Regions from separate parts of the Sus scrofa genome. Here region 2 is linked to region 1. Evidence: chromatin contacts called from public Hi-C data. All regions are on one chromosome and are shown on one strand. The core of a region is the stretch at or near the end of the contact, and the rest is flanking DNA. Distances in the headings are between cores, read along the strand shown.

Region 1 (4,389 bases), core at 868-3,367:
AGTCCTAAAAAGACCAAAAAAAAAAAAAAAAAAAGAAAAAGAAAGAATGTGTGACATGAATAGGCAGGCAACTTAACAGAATGGACACAAAAACTAGAAAAGGATACATGTATATTTAAGACTTTGGTATATATAAATGTAACAATAGTTACACTCAAGTTAGTGGGCAAAGAAGTTAATACATAGCATTGGGGCAAATTTCTAACCATTTGGATAAACATGAGGCAAAAGAGAGACAGATTAAAACTTTACATCTTAAAATGAAATGGTAAATGTATTAGAAGAAATGCTAATGAGTTGTTAGTATTATTATTATCCTGAGATGGTACCAGAGGCTCTGGAGTCAAGCAGATCTAAGTTTGAGTGCTGGCTCTGAAAGCTACCAGCATGGGACCCTAAGCAAATTACTTTTAATTTTCTAATTTATTTTTCTACCTTAATTCAACTTTTAATTCTTAACTTTCTCTCATCTTTAGAATACAGATAATAACACCTCAACACAGGATTGCTATTAGGTAAAATAATGTGTATAAGGCCTTTACTGTCACAATACTAAACAATATTTGGTGCCCTGAAATAGTACTCTAAGCAGGGCACCAAAAGAAGAAATTGTAACAAAAAGATTCAGAAACTGACCAAACAAAAAGCAAGAATTGCGTAATTCAAGTTATCAAAAATTCTTCACACCCAAGACAAACCCAGCAACTGCCTTGATCCAGCAAACAAGCATCTGCATAACAAATATTAACAAGAAGGCAAAAAGTACTCAATTCTATTTATTTATTTTTGCTTTTTAGGGCCGCACCTACAGCAAATGAAAGTTCCCGGGCCAGAGGTCAAACTGGAGCTGCAGCTGCCAGCCTACACCACAGCCACAGCCATGCCAGATCCTTAACCCACTGAGCAAGGCCAGGAATTGAACCTGCAACCCCATGGACACTAGACAGGTTCATTACCACTGAGCCACAACAGGAACTCCCAAAAGTACTCAATACTAAAAAGTAAGAAACAGTCCCAGTTCAGTGAGTGAACCTATGTCTTGGCTCACTTCAATGACACCAGTATGCATATGTCAGTTACAAGGCTAGCTTGGGATGAAAAGGTGTGAAAATATAGCAAAATTGTCTACTTGATGATACTCCACTACTTTATGACATTAGAATCTCTTTAGTGCATTTCACTGAAACTAGAACACATAAGAATAAACAGCATACCAAGCTGAGACTTCTTCCTGCAGTATCTTAAGTTCTAGAGCAATGAGAAAGTGATTTTTAAATTATGTACCTTGTTTGATTCCTGTAGTGACACACCAAGTGCTATTCCTAGCACAGGTGGGTGGACAAAAAGATTCTTTTCCACGCTAAAGTTCTGTGATTCCTTATCCAGACTTGACCCTGGAAGACTCCATGACATTTCACTAGTCCAAATTATCAAGTTTCAGGAACATTTCAGGATCTATAAACTGGTCCTTAACTAGGCCCCTCAACATCCTCAATCCTAATGTTTATGGGTACCTACCGCGGCTTTAGGACACACTCCAGCGACTGTTCCACCCAAAGACACAACAAAGGGGCCTCACCAGGTCCCTTCTTTCCCCTCATAGATCCTAGATCAGAACCCTCTTTCACCCACCTCCAACAAATAGAGATACTCAAGCTCACCTCAATCTCGTAATCCCTCACCGGAGGGGTGGCAGCTGCAGCCGCCATGGCCAGGACCCCACCATGCTCCCTGCTTCCCGGAATCCCAGCTCCTAGGACCTTACGCAGCCCGGTCCGACCTGTCTGGAGGCCATGGAGGCAGCCTGCTCCAACGGGAGCAAGAAGCTGGGCCGCGGGGTCTGCCTGGAACCCCCCGCGTCCACCGCCCGGGTGGTCGCAAAGGCTGGGCCGAGAGCTCAGCTGACTCGAACGCGGGAAGAGGTGGTGAGAAAGCGCGAAGAGGACCCTGTAGCGCGGTCGGTGGGGGGTACCTCCAACGAGGACACTCCAATTCCGACGTCGGGCCCAGGACCTCGGAGGGAAAACCAGGCCAAACGTAGACCCAACCCGCGGGCTTCCCAGGGAATTCTTGTCAATTGGGTTTTCGCGCCGTCCGGAGCGCAGGGGGCGGAGCTTAGATCGCTTCCGGAGGCTGCGCGGACGGTGAGCCGAGAAGGCCAAAATGGTTCTTAGGCGAAACTGCCGGAGGCGGGATTATTCATTTGGCTCTAAACGTAGCTGGGATCGTTGTTTTCCGCAACCGCTCTGGTCGCTGATGAGTAGCGGTTCGATCCCCCTGTCGGGCGCAATAGGCTAAGGATCTCGCCTGGCCGTAGCTGCAAAATACAGAGTATGTGGGGTACGTCTCAGCTGCGGCTGGGATTCCATCCCTGGCCCCGAAACGTCCATATTCCACCTGTTCGGCTGAAAAACAAGTAAAAGTAACGGAGATTTTGGAGATTCAAACTCCTCACCCCAGTTTCACGGATGAGAATGTGATTTGACTAAAGTCCGTTGGTGGCAGAATTAAAACCCTAGACTTTTGACGACCTAGACTAGTCCCATTTAAGTGTAAATTCGAAAAATACAGGAAAGGGAATAGCTGTTGATTACACTCCTTCCACACGACTTAAAATGTTACTTTGGCAAGCGACCTACCTCGCTACCTACTAGGGGTCCGAGAATTGACCTTTACCCCTAATTGAGCTCAGGAGGCATTTTTTCCCATGGATTTCGTCCTAGCAAGAAGCCAGGAGCCCAAGTTCATGGCCTCAGCTGGCTGGCGTGTGTTCCAGCTGTCGCAGGGTACCTGTAGTTTGCTAGTTTGTAGTGATGATAATCTCATACGTCATTTTCATTGTTTTCATGAATTTGCCTTACTTTGCTTTTTTACATTAAACTTGCAATATACAAGAGTATGTTTATTTTCTTTGAGTCCATAGTTTTATCTGCAGGATATGTAAGGGCTGAAACAAAACAGGTAAATGTACCTATCAAATATTAACGGGAAGCCACCTTGTTAGGTCGGGTTATGCAAACTGATTTTAACTGTTCACATTATTGTCTGTGTGTATGGTTTATGTCTGGACAACATGAAGGGTACAAATTTTTCCGATGAAATAAATGGTAGTTACTTTTCCTTTGAAAATTATTTGCCTTGGATGTGGTTTTTAGGGAGATTGCACTAAATATAAACTCTTTTGTTGTTATGGTTTGTTTTTTTAATAACCCACTGGGTATGGGAACACCAACCACTCAAGGAGGAGGGAGAGGAGAATGAGAAAAAGGAGGAGCAAGAGCAGGGAGGAGGAAAAGGAGGAAAAATCAATTAGAAAATTACAGAAAAAAATCTGAAAGTGTCCTTGATTTCCACCCCAAAACTCAGTCTCTTCACTCTAAAGGTAGCCAATATCACCTATTCCGTGGATACCACTGCAGCCTTTATTAATACTTTTACGAACGTATATGTATCCATAGAAAAGCCTTTCATTTTGTCTTCCTTTACATGAAAGTTAGCAATATAGGGGCGTTCCTGATGGTCTAATGGTTGGGATTAGGTGCTTTTACTGCTTTGGCCCTAGTTCCATCCCTGGTCTGGGAACTAAGATCCCACAGCAAGTCCCTGCACACTACTGGGGGAAAAAAAAAGAGTAACAATGTAAACATCACTTAGCAATTTACTTTTTTTCATTCTTCAGTTTTCCAAAGCTGTCAATCCATGATACATTCAGGCCTGATTCATTCCCTTTCATACCTGAGCATTTGACCCAATGATGCACGTTTTATTTTATAATGATTTTTATTTTTTCCATTATAGCTGGTTTACAGTGTTCCGTCAATTTTCTACTGTACAGCAAGGTGACCCAGTTACACATACAAGCATACATTCTTTTTTCTCACATTATCATGCTCCATAAATGACCAGACATAGTTCCCTATTCAGCAGGATCAACTATGCACATTTTATAGATCCATTTCCTTAGTAAGGACAATTGAAGTTCTATTTTCTGTTATCCATGAGTCAATGAAAATTCTTGTCTCCTTGAACACATGTAATTGCTGGATTATAGGGTATGTCTCTAGTGCTTTTTATTCTTCCAAATAACAGCATTTAAATGTGTTAGGGTCACTGGTGGTCTAGTGGTTAGGGTTTGGCGCTTTCACCCCTGCGACCTGGGTTCCATCCTTGGTCTGGGAGCTGACATCCCATATCAAGCCACTTCATGCTGTGATAAATAAAGCAAAATGTGTTAGGGGAGTTCCCATTGTGGCTCAGCAGGTTAAGAACCTGATTAGTATTCCTGGCCTCCCTCAGTGGGTTGAAGGACCAAGCGTCGCTGCAAGCTGTGGCGTAGGTCTCAGATGCAACTCAGATCTGGGGTTCCTGTGGCTGTGGTATAGGCCTATG
Region 2 (4,389 bases), core at 506-3,005, 42 kb after region 1:
AGTTAATGGATTATGATGTTGGAAATTACAGAAATTGATTTAATAAATCTACTTACTGTCTGTAGACTGTGCCTGGCACTTAGATGTCCGCAATAAACTATTGGTTCCTCCTTTTTCCCCCAGAGATGCTTGACGGGGGCCCTACTTGGCAGGGTGATTGACTGAAACGTAGTTGAACTCAGTATTAAATAGTCAGGCCTTTGCATTTTTGTCATTTTTTCCTTTGTGGAATGAAAACGTTTTCTTTCCTTGTTTAAAAGAATTTCAGGCATCGGCACTTGAGGCAGAAGTTGTCACTGGGGGGGAGGGAGCACCTTCGTGCATGAGGGGGGTGGCACATGGGCCTGCTTGAGGAAAGGTAAACTTTATTCAGCTTTCTGAGGATGTTTGAGGGCCTGGGCGTCAGAAGGGAGGTCATGCTCCTGTGGGCACTGCCCCGCTGCTCAGCCCCGTCTCCTTCTGCTGAAGTTTCAGGAATGCTTGGCGCCGTTGATCCAAAAGAAACCTGTTACTGGATGGCTCTTAATAGTCTTTTGTGGTGCTCAGGGCTGCTAGCAACTCCTTCCCCTGATGTCGTGTGTGAACGTTCCTGCTTTCCCTCTCCTTGCTTCTAAAGTTTCCCGATCTTACTATTTTTTTTTCTTTAAAAATTTTTCCTCCTGATCTTATTATTTTTTCATCCCCTGTTTTTGGCTGGGGCTGAATCTGATCAGATCCAAGTCGCAGTTGTGACATAAGTGCAGCTGTGGCAACATTGGATCCTTAAGCCACTGTGCCGGGCTGGGGACTGAACCTGCATCCTAGCGCAGGAGATGCTGCTGATCCTGTTGCCCCCCAGCTAGAATGTCTGATCTTAACTATTTTGTAAATCATGTTTTTACTGTCTTCTCTCCCACCTCCCTTTTTTTTTTTTTTTTTTTTTTGGTCATGCTTGAGGCATGTGGAAGTTCCCAGGGCACAGATCAAACCTGCACCACAGTAGCACCCTGAGCCACTGCAGTGACAATGCTGCTGTGCCACAAAGGAACTCCTCTCACCTCCTTTCTTTAAAACAACTTCCTTTTTAACAGCCTTCCTTAATCCTAGCAGCCTAGGAGGTTGCTGTCTTCTTTTTCCACATCGAGAAACAAGAGCAAGAGAGACTACGTGACTTGTCAGTATTCAGATCCCGGTGGTCTAGCCCTGGAGTCTATGCCTGTAGCCACTGTGCTAGCCTGACTTTCACAAGTAACATGAGGTGGCAAATCAAGGAGCAACAGCCTGGCTTTTTTCTTTTTTCTTTTTTTCTTTTTTTCTTTTTAGGGCTACACCTGCAGCCTATGGAAGTTCCCAGGCTAGGGGTTGAAGTGGAGCTGCAGCTGCTGGCCTCCACCATTGCCACAGCAACACCAGATCCAAGCCACATCTGGGACCTATGCTGCAGCTCTCGGCAATGCCGAATCCTTAACCTGCTGAGTGGGGCCAGGGATCAAACCCACATCCTCATGGATCTCATTCGGTTTTGTTACAGCTGCACCACAGTGGGAACTCGTAGTTATTTCTCATTATTAGTTTTTTCTTTCCAAGAACATCAGAAAGTGGTGTTCCAGTTAGCTAATGCCGCGTAACAAGCCACCCCAACACTTAGACGCTTAAAACAATCGTCGTTTATTAAGCTCAGCTGCGATTTGCAGAGTTAGGCAAGGACAGCTCATCTCTGTCTGTGTGGTGTTGGCTGGGGTGCTTTGACTGGGGATGGTGGATCTACTTCCAAGATGACTCACGTGCCGGCAGATTGATTCTGACTCTTGGTGCCTCTCCGTGGGCTGCGTGGGCTTCCTCACTGCCTAGGGGCTCTGTTCCAAGAATGAGTGTCCCCCAAAATAGGAAGTGGAAACTGTCAGTTTCTCAAGGCCTGAGAAACTGACAGTTCCTACCATGTTCTGTTGTTCAACCAGTCCCAGAGTCCAGATCCCAGGGAGGGCACATAGACCCCACTTCTTCTTCTTTTTTTTTTTTTTTTCTTTGTCTTTTTTCCATTTCTTGGCCCACTCCCTTGGCATATGGAGGTTCCCAGGCTAGGGGTCCAATTGGAGTTGCAGCCACTGGCCTATGCCAGAGCCACAGAAACATGGAATCCGAGCCGTGTCTGCAACCTACACCACAGCTCACACCAACACCGGATCCTTAACCCACTGAGCAAGGCCAGGGATCGAACCTGCCACCTCATGGTTCCTAGTCGGATTCGCTAACCACTGAGCTATGACGGGAACCCCCCCCTTTTTCTGTCTTTTGTCTTTTTAGGGCCGAACCCCTCCCAGGCTAGGGGTCTAATCAGAGCTGTAGCCGCCAGCCTACGCCACAGCAATGCCAGATCTGAGTCGAGTCTGCGACCTACACCGCAGCTCACGGCAACGCTGGGTCCTTAACCCACTGAGCGAGGCCAGGGATTGAACCCGCAACCTCATGGTTCCTAGTCAGATTCGTTAACCACTGAGCCACGACAGGAACTCTGTTTTGGGTTTTTTTTGGTATGTGAACATTTTTTCATGGGCGTATTGACCACTTGTGTATCTTCATTGATGAAGTATCTTTTCAGATCTGTTGCCTTTAAAATGTTTTCTTATTATTAACATTTGGTGATTGTAAGTCCTTTGTTAAGTATGTGTTTTGAAGATATAATTTCCAGCCCGTGACTTGTCTTTTCTTTTTCTTAGCAGTATCTTGTGCAGAGCAAAGGTTGGTTTTATTGACGTACAATTTATCATCTTTCCTAGTGCTTTTAGTTTGTCTAAAAAACCTTTGCCCAGCGCACGGTCATAATATTTTCTCCTATGTCTTCTTCTTCCTCCTCTCCTTCTCCTTCTCCTTCTCATCTTTCTCTCTCTCCTTCTTCTTCGCCACCCCTGTGGCATTCAGACGTTCCTGGGCTGAGGATCAAACTCCGGGCACAGCAGTGACAATGCCAAATCCTTAACTGCGAGGCCACCAGGGAACCCCTCCTGTGTTTTCTTCTAGAAGCTTTGTGTTTTTAAATTGTATGTTTAGATCTATGAGTCTTTTTGAGTTACCTTTATTATTTTGAAGGTTGATAGCTTTTAACTGGGATATAATGAAACGAGAAATACAGTTAATGATGCAGGGTCTGAATAAGAGGGTCCGGATTGCAGTGAGGGCTGTGGTGAGGAGGTATTTTCACCAGGAGGAGGAGCTCATCCAGTCCCAGAGGGCAGTTCGGACAGCTGGAGCTGGCTTGGTCGTCCCCTGCACCTGCTGTTGGAGGTCTTTAGTTTCTACTCGGTAACTGATGTCTCAGCGCCTCATTTGATTTCTGCTAAACCTTATGAGCGCAGATGGATTGGATCGGTTCCTGGGCGAGCCCCCAAAAGATGATACCGGAATCTGGGTTCCTGTTCACGGCAGTTGAACAATGAACTTCCTGAACCCACAGGCAGCAAGCAAGCAAAGTCTTTATTAAAGGAAAGCAGACAGCTCCCAGGGTTTCTGGGAGGGGGGAGAAGAGCCCCCTATTTTATTTTTTTAGGCAAGAAAGAGATTTATTAAGATAGGACGCTCCTGAGAGATGCAAGTGGGTAGGGGTGGAAGCTCTGCCCTTGTTGAGTTACTTTTAGTACACTGTGTGAAATATGGGTTGAGTTGTGTTTTGCTTTGCGTCTGCATGTCCAAAAGTTGCAGTGCTATTTGCAGAAAAGACTATCTTCTCTCCATTGAATTGCCTTTTCACCTTTGTCGATTGACCGTATAGGTGCGGATCTGTTTCTGGGGTCTCTTATTTTGCTCTGTGTGTCTCCTATGCCCGAACCACACTGTCTTTATTGCTGTAGCTTTATAGTAGATCTTGATAGCAAGTGATATGATTCTTCTGACTTTATTCTATTTTGATTTTGATTATTCTAGTTCCTTCATCTTTCCATAACTTTTTTTTTTTTTTTTTTTTTGCCATACCCATTGCATGTGGAAGTTCCTAGGCAGGGATCCAGCCTGTGCCACAGCAGTGACAATGCTGGATCCTTAACTCACTGCGTCACCAGGGAACTCCTTTCCATAGATACAGCTTGTTCATTTTTTATTTTTTGTTTTTTTGCTTTTTAGCGTCGCACCCACGGCATGCGGAGTTTCCCAGGCTAGGTGTCAAATCAGAGCTACAGCTGCCAGCCTACGCCACAGCCACAGCAACACAGGATCCAAGCCACCTTTGGAACCTACACCACAGCTCACAGCAACACTGGATCCTTAACCCACTGAGCGAGGCCAGGGATTGAACCCATAACCTCATGGTTCCTAGTAGGATTCTCTTCCACTGTACCACAACGAGAACTCCAGCTTGTTCACTTCTAAAAAAAAAAAAGAAAAAGAATCTGGGATTTTGATTGAGATTGCCTCGAATCT

The links. Hi-C and Micro-C count contacts between places; a contact is called where the count stands out from the background.
Region 2: a contact with region 1 is called in a Hi-C map of alveolar macrophages, with 1.7 times the contacts expected there. The contact joins the enhancer-like site here to the promoter of ATAD5 in region 1. A contact is called at or near these places in 8 of 47 Hi-C or Micro-C datasets (adipocytes, alveolar macrophages, blood and 2 more) and 2 of 2 datasets of contacts at active chromatin or transcription factors (alveolar macrophages and skeletal muscle).

What each region holds. Positions count from the first base shown.
Region 1 is chr12:42,918,321-42,922,709 of Sscrofa11.1, forward strand. ATAD5 (ATPase family AAA domain-containing protein 5) reads right to left here and starts at 2,118. Exons shown (of 23, transcript XM_021067456.1): 1 at 1,662-2,118. The coding sequence starts at 1,709.
Region 2 is chr12:42,960,771-42,965,159 of Sscrofa11.1, forward strand. The region is part of intron 6 of CRLF3 (cytokine receptor like factor 3); the gene reads left to right. Among named protein-coding and RNA genes, the nearest start is that of CRLF3, 30 kb to the left of the region's middle. Within about 2 kb of position 1,756, at least 5 of the 83 cell types and tissues checked have an H3K27ac peak or open chromatin away from gene starts, as enhancers often do. A contact at or near this core is called in alveolar macrophages, where this site is marked.